2 separate regions of the Mus musculus genome follow, and region 2 is linked to region 1. A link is a contact called in public HiChIP or PLAC-seq data. All regions are on one chromosome and are shown on one strand. The core of a region is the stretch at or near the end of the contact, and the rest is flanking DNA. Distances in the headings are between cores, read along the strand shown.

Region 1 (6,659 bases), core at 2,343-4,842:
CCCTGAGGATTCAGCTTTAATGGAGTAGCAGAAGCCAGAGGCCTCGGACCAGGCCAACGACTCATCACAATGAACATTTGCAAGTAAAGAGGTGTGGACAAAAACGGTGTACTGGGGGACACACTGTGACACACTACAGCTTCCACCACAAGATTTTATCTTAACTTTCTTTCCAGGGGTTGCAAGGGCGGAGGGTGGATAGGAAAGGACAGAAGACGAGTGGGATTGGGGTGTATGGTGTGAACCCCACAAAGAATCAATAATAAGTTAAAAAACCAGTTGTTCTCACTGTACGATAATTATACAGAGGTGCAATTTACATATTCAACAGCTGTATTAACTGCTAAATGATTGTCTGGCTACGCCCCCCCCCCCACCTCTGGCTGGCCTCAAACTGGAGATCTGCCTCTGCCTCCTTCTCCGTCTCTGCCTCCGAATCCTGAGATTAAATGCCTGTGCCACCACCACCCAGCGACTTCTCTTCTTTATTTGTTATGAAACACAGTGGCCCCCGTCTAACCTACTATACCATGTACTCTCATAATCAATCCTAATCAAAGGTGCAGACTGGTCGTATGGGACGGGATCTCTCACACCCTTCCTCTCCATGGCTGCGACAGGTGGCAGAAGAGGACTTCCTGTGACCGCAGGGCACATCATTAAGGACCAGGCGTCGGAAACAGCCATTGCAGTAGGAAGAATGGAGATTGTCAAGCAGTTGGGACCTGAAGATGAGGGGAAGAAGAAGGCGATTTCTATGGACTTGGGACCCCTAAGAAGGAGGCACATGCTAGATATGGCACCTCAGCTGTGCTGGGATGGCACTGGTGGGGACGCCTGGGGGGGGGGGGGGACACAGACAGCCTGAGAAAGTTGAGACTAGAAGAACCGACTTGGGGAATCCAAGCCACTGGCAGTAGAGATGCACAGACAAAGCAAGCTGCACAGGAAGGGTGTGCAGAGGCTCTGTGGGAGTGAGCCTCTCAGACCACACCTCTCTGATGCATTTCACAACACTAGCAACCAGTGGGAAGGACCATCAGGATGCCATCCCAGCTAAGCTTGCTAAGCTTGGAGTGTCCGGATGTGCCCAGATGTGGGTGGTTTCCTGTCTGACTCAGACCTTACTAACCCCTGGTTGGTTAAGGTCTGCAAGCTTCAGCTTCCTCATCTGAAAGAGGCTAATGGGCGTGGCTAACTGGTTTGTTACAGAGATTGAGAAGTCGATGTAAATAACAAGTTCCTAACACAAAGGGCATACATGGTTCACAGACTCCAAGGATGCTGTCACCACCACCAATACACCCAATGTGGCTTCTAACTCGGGTCCAGCTTCAGGGTAGGGGAGGTCTAGTTGGGCATCTCTTGCCAGGTGTCAAGTGTGGCCTTTAAGACGCTGCAGGTGGAAACTTTTACAAGCAACTCCAGGTTTTTCCAAAGCCGAATCGGCTAGTCATCTGTGCAATACATCAAACAATTCTTGCCCTTATTAAGAACCTGTGGGGTCAAAGGTCCACATGTCCCTGTGGATCAAGTGCTTTCCCAAAAGATCTCCTCAGCCAAGCAACCATGAAAGCCCTGGTCACAGGCACAGTTTGTGTGTGTGTTGCATGGGGTGGGGCCCCTGGCATAGTCATAGTGATACTTAGGTTGGAGACAGCCAGCAGAGGAAGAGGAGCAGAAACCATAGTTCAGAAATAAATTCAGCATTTTAAGTCTCCCACATTGGAGTGTATAGGGGAAGGGAGGCAGGGAGAGATGGTGATCTTTGGTGAGTTAATGAGCCTAGAAGCCCCTCCAAGGATGGGGTGGGGTGGCTCTAGATACAGGTGAAACACGTCTATTCCTCCCTCAGGTCCCAGCAGCTCCTGAGAACCAGTCTTTGCTATCGGCACACACCTGGCACACAGACACGTCTCATCGGAGGCTGTAAGCACAGTTATGCCCCCTCCCCATTCGGAACCAGCAGTCAGACTTAAAACCCAATTACAGTTCAGCTCTGTCTCCCCGAGGGGTATCGGTAATGGCGGCTCTTCCCATGTCCCAGGCAAACACTAGTCCAAGCCATTGTACTTTACTCCCCGGGAATAGCTTCACAACGAGTATCATCTGCAGCGGACTGATGGAGAAATTAGAGGCTGTACAAGCTACAGAAATTGCTCAAACTCACTGTTGAGTGCAGACGGAGAGCCGGTGTCAAAAGGTCTGTGCTATCACCTGACTTCCTCCTCGGTAGAAGAAAGAGCTTAAATAGCTAGGCCTTGTGTGTGTGTGTATGTGTGTGTGTGTGTGTGTGTGTGTGTGTGTTGCCAAGGTATAATTCCCCCACCTGTTTCCAGATGGACACATCCTGGCAGAGGAAGCGCCCAGGGGTGTTTAATGCCAGGGGCTGCCAGAGGCTTGTAAACAGGGCCATAGACAACACCCGCACCAACAATTATACCCAAGGCCGAAAAGCAGCCAGTGGTGTGTCACCTCCCATCTGCACAAGCTACAGCCACAATTTGCCGAGACAGCACCTTGTATGTCTAGAAAAGCCAGACCCAGATATTTCTGGGCCCAAGGACAGCGGGCTTCCTCATTAAAAAAAAAAAAAATTATCAGACAGATAACCACTTAAAGTTTGAAAGTGTCATAACTCAGCCACCCAGACACATGCCAAACACCACCTCTTTTTCTTTTCTGTCCTCCCAAGTACAGATGTTAATTAGGGGTCATTGAAAGGCCTCGTGCATGCAGCTGCTGACCTCCTGGAGACCGCCCACTGGTGACCTTCAGGAATGACCAAGTTCAAACACCAAGCCGCTTTCGATTTAATCACAGGCTGCGGCTAGCTGCAAACACCCCTGTGCAAACAGGGCGCTTAGGAGAGGGAGCCAGTTCTGCAAACAAACAGCACTGGGCAGACACTCAGCTCTCAGAAACCCTGAAGGCTGACATCACAACCCCAGGCTCCAAGCCAGAAATTCTGTAGGCCCTGACCCAGCCACAGAGGGCGGGAGGTTTGCTCAGAATTTATTGGGAAGCTGTGGATAAATTTCCTTTAGAGTTACCTGATGAGTGTGGCGCTTTGTGACAGTTAATCTGGATGTGTTCTGCAGCCAATATGGAGGGGGTGTCATTGTCAAATTCCTGTTTTGAGTTGATAAAGGCTTAAACAGAAATGGACCTTCGATGATTCAGCTTACTCTTACCAAGTGTTTACTACGCACCCCGGAAGAGCCATTCATGCGGCAAATACTTATTGAGCACCTACTATGAGGTAGGCTCTGGAGACACAGTGGTCCCCATCTGTTGATCATTTTGCAGGCTGGAGAGGAGCTCAGACGTGAAGGCATGATGTGTGTGATGCTGAAGAGCCGAAGGAAATGGGATAGTGCCAAGGGAGACTTCTGGAGCCACTGGAGACTTCCGGGTGCGGGGAGCTCAAAGAGCTGCCCCCATGGAAATGAAGTTTAGTTTATAAACTGATTGAATTGGGGAAAGCCCAGTGGGGCTCCACCCATCCTTCTCTCGGGCTTCCTGCAAGAAGCACCGGAAGTGAGTTCGAGAAGCCTGAAGGGAACTGTAGTTCGGTTTGTAGAACTTGCTGGAAGAGCAGGAAGCAGTTAACAGAAGCTTTGTAAACTCTGAACTCAGACTCTGTGCTAGGACCCGCGGCTGCGCGGGTTTCACAGGAAAGTTAGATGACGACACGGTCTTGCTTCTCCTTTCCAGTCACCCTCAAAGAGTCCAAGGTATGAGTGGCTGGCAGAGAGGGCAGGTGGGAGCACTCGGGACCTGACTGGGGACAGGGGAGATGGGGCAACAGTGGGGGTGTTGGGGAGGGCGACCTGGCAAGGCAGGTGGGAAGGGTGACCCCTGCCACAGAGCTCTGGGCGAGCAGAAGAAAATTCACAGAGCCGCAAGCTGAGTCAAGAAGCCCGAGAGAAGGATGTGTGGAGCAGGACATGGCAAATTCTCTTAACTATTGAACCATCTCTCCAGCCCCTCTTTCTCTCTTTTCAAAGATTTATTTTTATTTTATGTGTATGAACGTTTGCCTGCATAAATGTCTGTGCACCACATGGATGCAATACCCATAGAGGCCAGAAGGGGGCATCAGATTCCCAGGACCTGGAAATTCCCAGGCACTTTCACATGGTTGGGAGCCACCAGGCCCTTTGGAAGAGCAGCCAGTGTTCCTAACCACAGAGCCATCTCTCTAGCCCCTTTAGAATCTCCTTTTTAAGGGCCTTAATTCTAACTGTTACAATGTCCAACTCTTTGCTGCACCACACTTGGTACCTGAGAGCAGAGATATGTTTAATCGCCTTAGCAGTCTGCTGGGTCAGAAAAGGAAAGAAGAGAGTCTGTTTGCAGGAACTGTAATCTAAGTCTGAGAAAGCAGCTGTGATTCCCACCTGCTGTGCACCCTGAGGGGAATCCTGGGAAAGGAACAGCACACAGTTCCGCCTCTGTCTTTCTTCCCTACATCCCTCTCTCAGGAAGTAAGCCTTCCCGTATCTTGTTCTCGGTTGAAGGACCCGTTGAAGCCCCTCTATTCCTAAGGAAGAAAAGAAAAACCGTTCTCCAGGAGATGATCTGAAAGAGTCAAGCTTTGGATTCTATATGTCTTGAAGCCGTCATTTGAGTGACCCTTGCCCTTGTGCATTAAGAATTCTCCAGCAGGAAACTGAACAGTATTGATTAGATTTGAAGATATGGCTGGAGAGTAGGCTCGTCAGTTAAGGTTATATACCACTCTTGCAGAGGACTGAGTTCAGGTCCCAGCACCCACAATGCCTGAGACTCTTGCTTTGGGAATCCAAGTTATCTGCCTGTACCTACATACCCCGCACCCCAAGACACATACACCTACGCATAATTAAAAATAAATCTTTTTAAAAAACTGAATACATCTACCCTTTGACCCAAAGGCTCAAAAGTATAGGAATTTATCTTGCAGAAAATAGTCTCCTGTGTGGATAAAAGCCTCATTAAGCTTTCTTTTTTGTAAGGTCACACCATTTTCAACCCTCGAGGATTAGTTAAGTGAGTATGACCCATACCGATAAAGAAATAGTCTCAAGTCCTTTAGAATTGATTTTCTGGCATTTAACTGAAATCTGACTGTGTGGGCTTTAACAACACAGGAATACTTATGGCCAGGTGATAAGGCCAAAGGGAGATGCCCCAGAGTGGATATGATGAATCTACTTAACCATCTCCCATGTCTTTTGGTTGGCCATCTTGCTCATGACCTTTCTTCCCCCCCCACCACCACCACCACCAAATGCCTGCAGAGCACCCCAGGCGCCATATCTGCTTGAAGGAAGAAGGATAGACAACCTCTCCCCCCTTCCCCCCTAGAAAACAGCATTCCCAGAAGTCTCAGTCAATCTGCTCCCACTTACACCTAACGGACAGTGGCTGGGTTAGTGGCCACCCTGCGCACAAGGGACGCTACAAATGTCGGTCCTCCATTAAATTGAGTTGGTTTGAAAAATGGAGCCGAAACGGTGGCTCTGAAGAAGAGTCTGGCATCCCAGACGTGTTTAAATAACGTCTGCCAGCAGCGTGTACGGTTAACAGACAGACCAGAATAGTACTGTGGTATGCTACCATATGTGTGCTATTCTAAGTGGGGTGTGTGTGTGCTGTGGTCTTAGCTGTCCTCATATGCTACACACTATATGAACTAACTCATATGAACTAACTTTTGGAAGACAGAGACCCCACCCCACACCCGAGGAGTCTCACAGCACATCTCTTAGTCATCAGCGTCACATCTGCAGGCTTTGAGTTCAAGTCACGCTTCCCCAAATGCAGCCCATGCATGCACTGTCGGGAAGACAGCAGAAGCTGGGTACCATCCCGCCTGTTCTTCCCTTCTACCCTGAGCGGGTCAGAAAACCTGGAAAAATAGCCCCCCTGATCTCCCAGTATCCTCCTACCCCAAAACAGGTCATAAAGCGCCCCCTTCCAAGATGAGCCCTCCAGAGCCCACAAGGAAAGGACCGAGTGACCCACTAAGCCATGGGTCAGAGAGAAACCACTTGGCTATGGCTCCTCTACACTGTGACTTTTAGGTTGTATTTTATTCTGGCACTCTTCTCTGGCTAGGGCCTTAAAGGATCTGTGGTGGTTTGAATACGCTTGGCCCAGGAAGTGGCACTATTTGGAGGTGTGGCCTTGTTGGAGTAGGTGTGTCACTGTGGGTGTGGGCTTTAAGACCCTCATGCTAGCTCCCAGGAAGCCAGTCTTCCACTAGTAGCCTTCAGATGAAGATGTAGAACTCTCAGCTCCTCCTGCACTGTGCCTGCCTGAATGCTGCCATGTTACTGCCTTGATGATAATGGACTCAACCTGTAAGCCAGCCCCAATTAAGTGTCTTTGTAAGAGTTGCCTTGGTCATGGTGTCTGTTCATAGCAGTAGAACCCTAAGACAGGGGCCTTAGAGACAGACAGGAATGAGACATAGGGAGTGTGCCAAAGAATGTGAATTTTTTTTTTCACAGTGATGTAACATCAGTCAATCAGCTGAGGGGTCTGCCCACTTTGGGGGAGGAAGGCCTACCTGAGATGACAGAATTAGCTGAGAGTGTTTTCACTGTGGCTCAGAGACTTAGTTACACTCCACTGCGTCACAAACAGCTTTGGGAATACAAATTAAGTTT
Region 2 (6,659 bases), core at 2,361-4,860, 120 kb before region 1:
TGGGAGACAGGTGGGGGGAGGGAAAGGCAGCCTGCGAAGAGAAGCATCATTATGGGCTGGCAAGACTGATCTCCAGGCATCCCACACACTCTGCAGCCACATCTCACCTGCACCCCCATCAGGATCCAAAGGCTGGCTGAGCCCCTTCATTCCCTCAACAGGTTTGTTCCACATGAGGTTCCTACCTGCTTCAAAATCAGAAAAAAAAGTTTCTGAAATAGGTTTTTGTGTTTGCATGTGACCAAGAAATGCTAACGAGGTAACCCAAGAAGCAGGGGTTGGTGTTAATTAGCCCTTGAACTGTCAGGACTAATTGCATTCGGTGAGTTCTGACATTTCTAAGAATAATTAAGAACCTGGTTGTCACATTTCACAAAGGCCTGACAACTACTGTGTGAATGGTTCCCCTTGTTTTTCCCAGTGCATAAAGTCTGGAAACACATGAGGAGCTATACCTGGTGCTAAGTGCAGATCCTTGGATGAAATGTTATGTTTTTAAAGAGCTTTTCATATAGATCAGTAAAATATAATGACCTCATTAATGGGTGACACATTAAAAATATCTGAAGTCCCTGCAGGGTAATAGTTGGTTGGTATTCACCATGCGCTTACTGTCTGCCTGGCACTAGAGTTCAAGGCACACAGGAGCCTATGAGGTAGCCGTAGTTCTTGTCCTCAATCAATGGAGAAGAAAACTGAGGCACAAGAAGGTGTTGTAGACTGCTCTGGTGCGCTTTGTAATTTGATGCTAATTCTGCTTCCTTGTACTCGGGATTTCAGGTGAACCTTCTCCCCATTTTAACTGGTCAGGTAAAGGCGAGAGCCTGTGATCGGGCAGTGGAAGGAAAAGGTGGGGCTGGGGGTTTTAGGGAGGTAGAGAGAGGAAGGAGGAAGGGGAGACAGAGGAGAGAAAGGAGGATGGAGGAAGAAGAGGTAGAAGGAAGATGGAGCAGAAGCACAAGGCCTGGAGGAACCGCAGGTAGCAAGGGATCTCATAGCTGGGGAGTAGAGTAGTGTAGTGGTAGATCTGCCCAATCTAGGCGTGCCGTCTAGAAATATTATAACTGAGTTGTGTGTCCTTTGCATGGGCTTATTGTGGTTGGAGATTTACTGAAACAGGGTCACATATGTGTGACAACACAAGCAGGAATGCCTGCCATGTGGTTTGTACCACTGTCTTCTCAGACACACACACACACACACACACACACACACACACACACACTGCCTCTGTACAACGACAGACTTTTATTTTCCTGTACACATTACCGCCCTGTCAGGAAGCACTTATTAACCTCAAATTTGCATCTAATTCTGTTTTTTTTTAAAGATTTATTTATTTTATTTTTCATTTAAGAGCATTTGCATACATGCATGTGTGTGTGCCTGTTGACCTTGGAACTGGAGTCAGAGACAGTTGTGAACCTCCATGTGGATACCGGGAATGGAACCCTGGTCCTCTGCAGGAGTAGCAAGTGCTCTTATCTGCTGAGCCATCTCTGCACCCGCCTGGTACCTTATCTTTTACACTCCAGTGGTGTGGCAATGCTCTCTGCACTGTCTTCATTCACTCATTAGATACTGGGTGAGCATTCATAGCCAGAAAGAGGAATTGGAGATGGAGTCTGTCTAGCAAGCGTCTATCACTCAAACACATGCAACAATATGTTATTATTATGTTTTGCATCATGAGGTGAGACTGGTTGAGTCACACTGTATTTGAAATGTGAAGGACCAGAAGTGTTTCTGATTTTTGGTGTATTTGTACAGAATGTTCTAGTTGGGCAGACTTTATCCAAATATTCAGATCCAAACTGTAGGGGCTCAGTGAGCAGACAGACATGGTCTCAGAAGAACCCTACCCCAACTCCCTCAGCCAGCATCTGGATCTTTGGAAAATGAAAGTCTATCATTTAAGCCATGTAGTTATAGTGGTCCTCTCGGCAACGTTGCCCCACCTAAACTACGGGCCGATGGAAACAGAGTACATTTAACACAAATGGATGTTTTAAAGTGGAGGGAGTGAGCAACGGCAGGTTTCTGAACAAGAGTGATGTGAAAAGCCCTATTTTGACCTATCTGATTAATTCAGCAAACATTTACTGGGGATCCGCCCCACACCACCCACACTGGGGATGGTCTGCCTCGAAATACCAACAGTAGCTTCAGTGTGGGCGATAGCAAAGGAGTCCACTATAGAAAAAACCAGAAGCCATGTTAGACTGGGGAGGTGGAGGGCAGGGGCCCCTAGTGAGAAACCTCTCATCCTGGCCTCCCTCAATGGTTTTCAGTCTTTCTTAAAACAACAACAACAACAACAACAACAACAACAACAAAACAAGATTTGCTTTATAGTTTTTACTTCTATGTATTTGTGTCAGTCAGTGTGTGCACTGAATGCAGGTACTGATTGAGGCCAAAGTTGGGTCTTCCTAGAACTGGAGTTATGGGTGGTTGTGAGCCGCTCATTGTGGGTCCTGGTAATTGAACTCAGGTCCTTAGCAAGAGTGGTATGTGTTGCTAATGCAAAGCCATCTCTCGAGCCGTCATTCTGAATAGGAAGTGCCTGTGTACCACCACCAGACCAACCTCTATCTGCTAACTAACGTGAAGCCCAGTGAACTGTCCTCTTTACTTGACTCCACCTAACCCCGTGTCTAGTCATAGACAGCATAATCCCCATACGCCGTCTTCGAAGCTGCACCAGACAGGGTGAGCCTCACCTACTGAACCTGGTTTCAAGGGAACAGATTCTTAAAACAATTGCCCATGAGACATGACTATAAAATGAGCCAACTCTCCCATACTCCAACATCAAGCAGAGCCATTCAGAGGTGACCCCACCCCTCAGCTTGGCCCAGCACAGATATCAAACAGTATCACCAAGCAGGAAGGGGTTGGAAAATATAAGCCAAACAAATAATATACAAATAAAACAATATCAATAACTTAAAGATACAGGAGAGCCGGGCGGTGGTGGCGCATGCCTTTAATCCCAGCACTTGAGAGGCAGAGGCAGGTGGATTTCTGAGTTCAGGGCCAGCCTGGTCTACAGAGTGAGTTCTAGAACAGCCAGGGCTACACAGAGAAACCCTGTCTCGAAAAACCAAACCAAACCAAACCAAACCAAACAAAACAAAAAGCCACCTCCAACAACAACAAAACTAAACATACAGGAGAGACAGGTGACAAGTCTTTCCTCAGTCTCATAGACAAGATAATGATACTCAACGATACCCACATCCAAAATCCTAAAACCCATGAGTAGACGTCAGTACTTGGGGAGGCAGAGGCAGGTGGATCTCTATGAGTTCAAGGCCATATTCATCTACATAGAGAGAGAGACACACACACACAATATAGCTAGGCGTGAGGACGGAGGAAGGAGGTCTTGAGAGGCTGCAAAGAACAAGGAAGTGGGTGGATTTTTCTCTGGATCTTCCAAAAGGGGACACAGACTTGCCAACCCCTTGATTTTAGCCCACAGAGATCCTTAACTAGATGCTAGCCTACCGCTTTGCTGTATTAAGTCGTTGAAGCCGTCGTTTAGGAAACGGAGTCACTTGGAACGTCACTTCCTGTGCCTCAGACACCAGGCCTGCTCATTTGCATAAGTGTATGCCTCTAGAGTTGGTTTCACAGAACCTTCCTGCTCACCCGGCCCTTATGCTCTGTGATAGACTGACTGATCTTGTTTTACCTTTTAGAGTCCAAACTCTTCACAGGAAGACCTGAGATATTTACTGTGGCATTTCTAAGTCCAGCGTAGTGCCTGCCGTGGGGGAGATCCAGCAACTCAATGGAACCAGTGTACGGAAGGAGCCCAGAGCTGCACGGGGCTTTCTGGGGCTCTAACAGGACCTCCAAAGGCAAGCATCAGAGCTTCTTTTCAGACACAATGAGGTCAAGTCTGACGTCGTCATTGATGTATGTATATATGTCATGTTGAATTGAATTACTGTTAACGGTAACCATGACAACGAGAAATCTCATTCTCGTTGCGGAGAACAGTGAGTTATTCAGACCTTTGTACAATGCAACCCCAGGTCCCTTTTCATGAGGAGCGTTGACATCGTTGACAATTCTCAACAGCTCTTCCTATGCGGTGCATTGACGGTCCTGGAAAAGGCAGGCAACCCAGGAACAAAGCTTTCCTGGGCTTGCTCCTTCTGAAATTACAGTTTATTTCTGGAAAGGAACGGCCATTCACAAATTCTCATTGTTAGGGAGAGATGTTGAAGCTGCTTTTTGCAAAGGCTGAAAGTACACATTAAGAGTATAAATACCATGACCTCTTCCCCCGTGCGCCATTAGTTAATTGTATTCAACTGTTAGAGTCTGGAAGCAGGTGGACATGGAATCCAGAGAAAGCCACCCCAGCTTCAGAAAACACCCAGAATGCCCCACCCTCAAAGTGACCCTTTTGGACTTTCCATGAGGTTCATGCAGTCCCCAGAGCTGTCAATTCTCTGCAAGTGGTGGTTTGTTCCTTATACTTTGCAGTGGTAAGGGTCTCCTGTGTGGGCTGCAGAGTTGACTCAGTGGTTAGGAGCACTGGCTACTGTTGTAGAGGACCTGATTTTGGTTCCCAGTACTCACATAATGGCCCCCAACTGGCTCTAACTCCGGTTACAGGGGATCTGATGCCCTCTTATGATCTTTGTAAGTACCAGGCATACATTTGGTATGCATAAATACATACAGGCAAAAATACACACATAAAATAAATAAATTGTAATTGATGATGATGATGACAATGACGGATGTGTGCATTTCCAGGCCAATTGACTTTCCTTCTTGGGACAGGATATACCCCTGACAAGTGATGGACCTAAATTTGTCGCCAGAGGCAGAGAGAAACAACTCCTCTTTCTCCATATCACAGTAGTCATCTACTACAGATTCAGGTGACTCGGGTGTGCCTCAGGCACTGGCAGATAGATACAGGATAAGTCATAAGCAGTTAACAGGAAGTGGATGATAAGCTCTGAGATCTGGTGAGCTGCCCCACCATTTTCCTCCCTGGTTCATGTCTCAGTGCTTCTATGACTCTAGGTCTCTGAGAGCAGCATATTGAAATCAGGAACTGCCTAACAGGTGACTAATCTATTTTAACTGCTGTGAGTTAATGGGACTGGGAAAGACAACGCACGGACTGGCAGTTGAAGCATTTAGAATGATCCCTATACCACGACCAGACATATACCTGGTGAGGGGATATAGAACCGAGAGGCTAGGGTGAGACAGCAGCAGGAGTCTAGGACCTGCCAGTGTCCCTCCTTGATGAGAAGACTGTGGTGGTGCAAAACTTCATTATTCCCTGGGAAAAGTGAGCCTTGCCAAGAACAAGCTGGGCAAACCTGTTATTAACAGCCAGGGAGGAGGAAGGCCTCACTTAGCCCAAGTAAAAAAGAAAGGCAAGATGTGGGGGACTCTAGCATCATACTCTATTCAGTAGGCAGCATCTTGAGTGCAGCATGCTAGTACAATGTGTAACCCAAGTGGTTGTGGGGCAGAGGCATGTAAGTCAAGTGTTTGAGCTCAGCCTGTGCTACAATTGACCAACATCTGTTGAGGAGGAGTCTGAGAAGCAAGAGACAGTGTAGGAGAAGGAGCTCTCAGAACTCCTTCATCAAGACTGGATCACAGGATAGGGGATTGTTCAGCGGTAGTGTTTGCCTGGCATGAATGAGACCTCAGGTCAGTCCCTGGCATAAATCAGGAAAATCCAACGAGCAAGAAAAAGGGATGAAGATGAACGAGCCATGTGCGAGAGGAGGAAAGGTGAGCTGTAGAGAATGTGTCAGCTGCGAGGCAAGCAGCAACATCAGGTAGACTTGAGAGGTCTTGAGCCTTGAGAGCAAGAGGTTTGCGTCAGCAGCAGCGGGGTTCAGAGGAGACGGGGTCCTGTGGGAAGTGCCTGTTTTCCATGAAGATAATATACATGACTACTCAATAAGACAAAAAGGCCACCAACAGATTGGGAAAGGATTTTTACCAATCCCAAATCTGATAGGGGACTAATATCCAATATATACAAAGAGCTCAAGAAGCTGGACTCCAGATATTCAAATAACCCCATTAAAAATGGGGTTCAGAGCTAAACAAAGAATTCTCAACTGAGGAATACTGAATGGCTGAGAAGCACCTGAAAAAATGTTCAACATCCTTAATCATCAGGGAAATGCAAATCAAAACAACCTTGAGATTCCACCTCACTCCAGTCAGAATGGCTAAGATCAAAAATTCAGGTGACAGCAGATGCTGGTGAGGATGTGGAGAAAGAGGAACACTCCTCCACTGCTGGTGAGATTGCAAGCTTGTACAACCACTCTGGAAGTCAGTCTGGAGGTTCCTCAGAAAATTGGACATAGTACTACCGGAAGATCCAGCAATACCTCTCCTGGGCATATACCCAGAAGAAGTTCTAACTGGTAATAAGAACACATGCTCCACTATGTTCATAGCAGCCTTATTTATAATAGCCAGAAGCTGGAAAGAACCCAGATGTCCCTCAACAAAAGAATGGGTACAGAAAATGTGGTACATTTACACAATGGAGTACTACTCAGCTATTAAAAACAATGAATTTATGAAATTCTTGGACAAATGGATGTATCTGGAGGATATCATCCTTAGTGAGGTAACCCAATCACAAA

What was found. HiChIP or PLAC-seq counts read pairs in DNA pulled down with a chosen protein or histone mark.
Region 2: a contact with region 1 is called in an H3K27ac HiChIP or PLAC-seq map of regulatory T cells, with 4 times the contacts expected there. The contact joins the enhancer-like site here to the promoter of 2210417A02Rik in region 1. A contact is called at or near these places in 2 of 484 Hi-C or Micro-C datasets (CD4 T cells and bone marrow-derived dendritic cells) and 3 of 115 datasets of contacts at active chromatin or transcription factors (embryonic stem cells, pancreatic cancer cells and regulatory T cells).

What each region holds. Positions count from the first base shown.
Region 1 is chr5:148,738,248-148,744,906 of GRCm38.p6, forward strand. It overlaps 2210417A02Rik (RIKEN cDNA 2210417A02 gene), which reads left to right and starts at 3,593. Exons shown (of 2, transcript NR_028285.1): 1 at 3,593-3,737; 2 at 4,488-4,892.
Region 2 is chr5:148,621,256-148,627,914 of GRCm38.p6, forward strand. No RefSeq gene overlaps it. Among named protein-coding and RNA genes, the nearest start is that of Gm36140, 9.3 kb to the right of the region's middle. Within about 2 kb of position 3,611, at least 56 of the 459 cell types and tissues checked have an H3K27ac peak or open chromatin away from gene starts, as enhancers often do. A contact at or near this core is called in regulatory T cells, where this site is marked.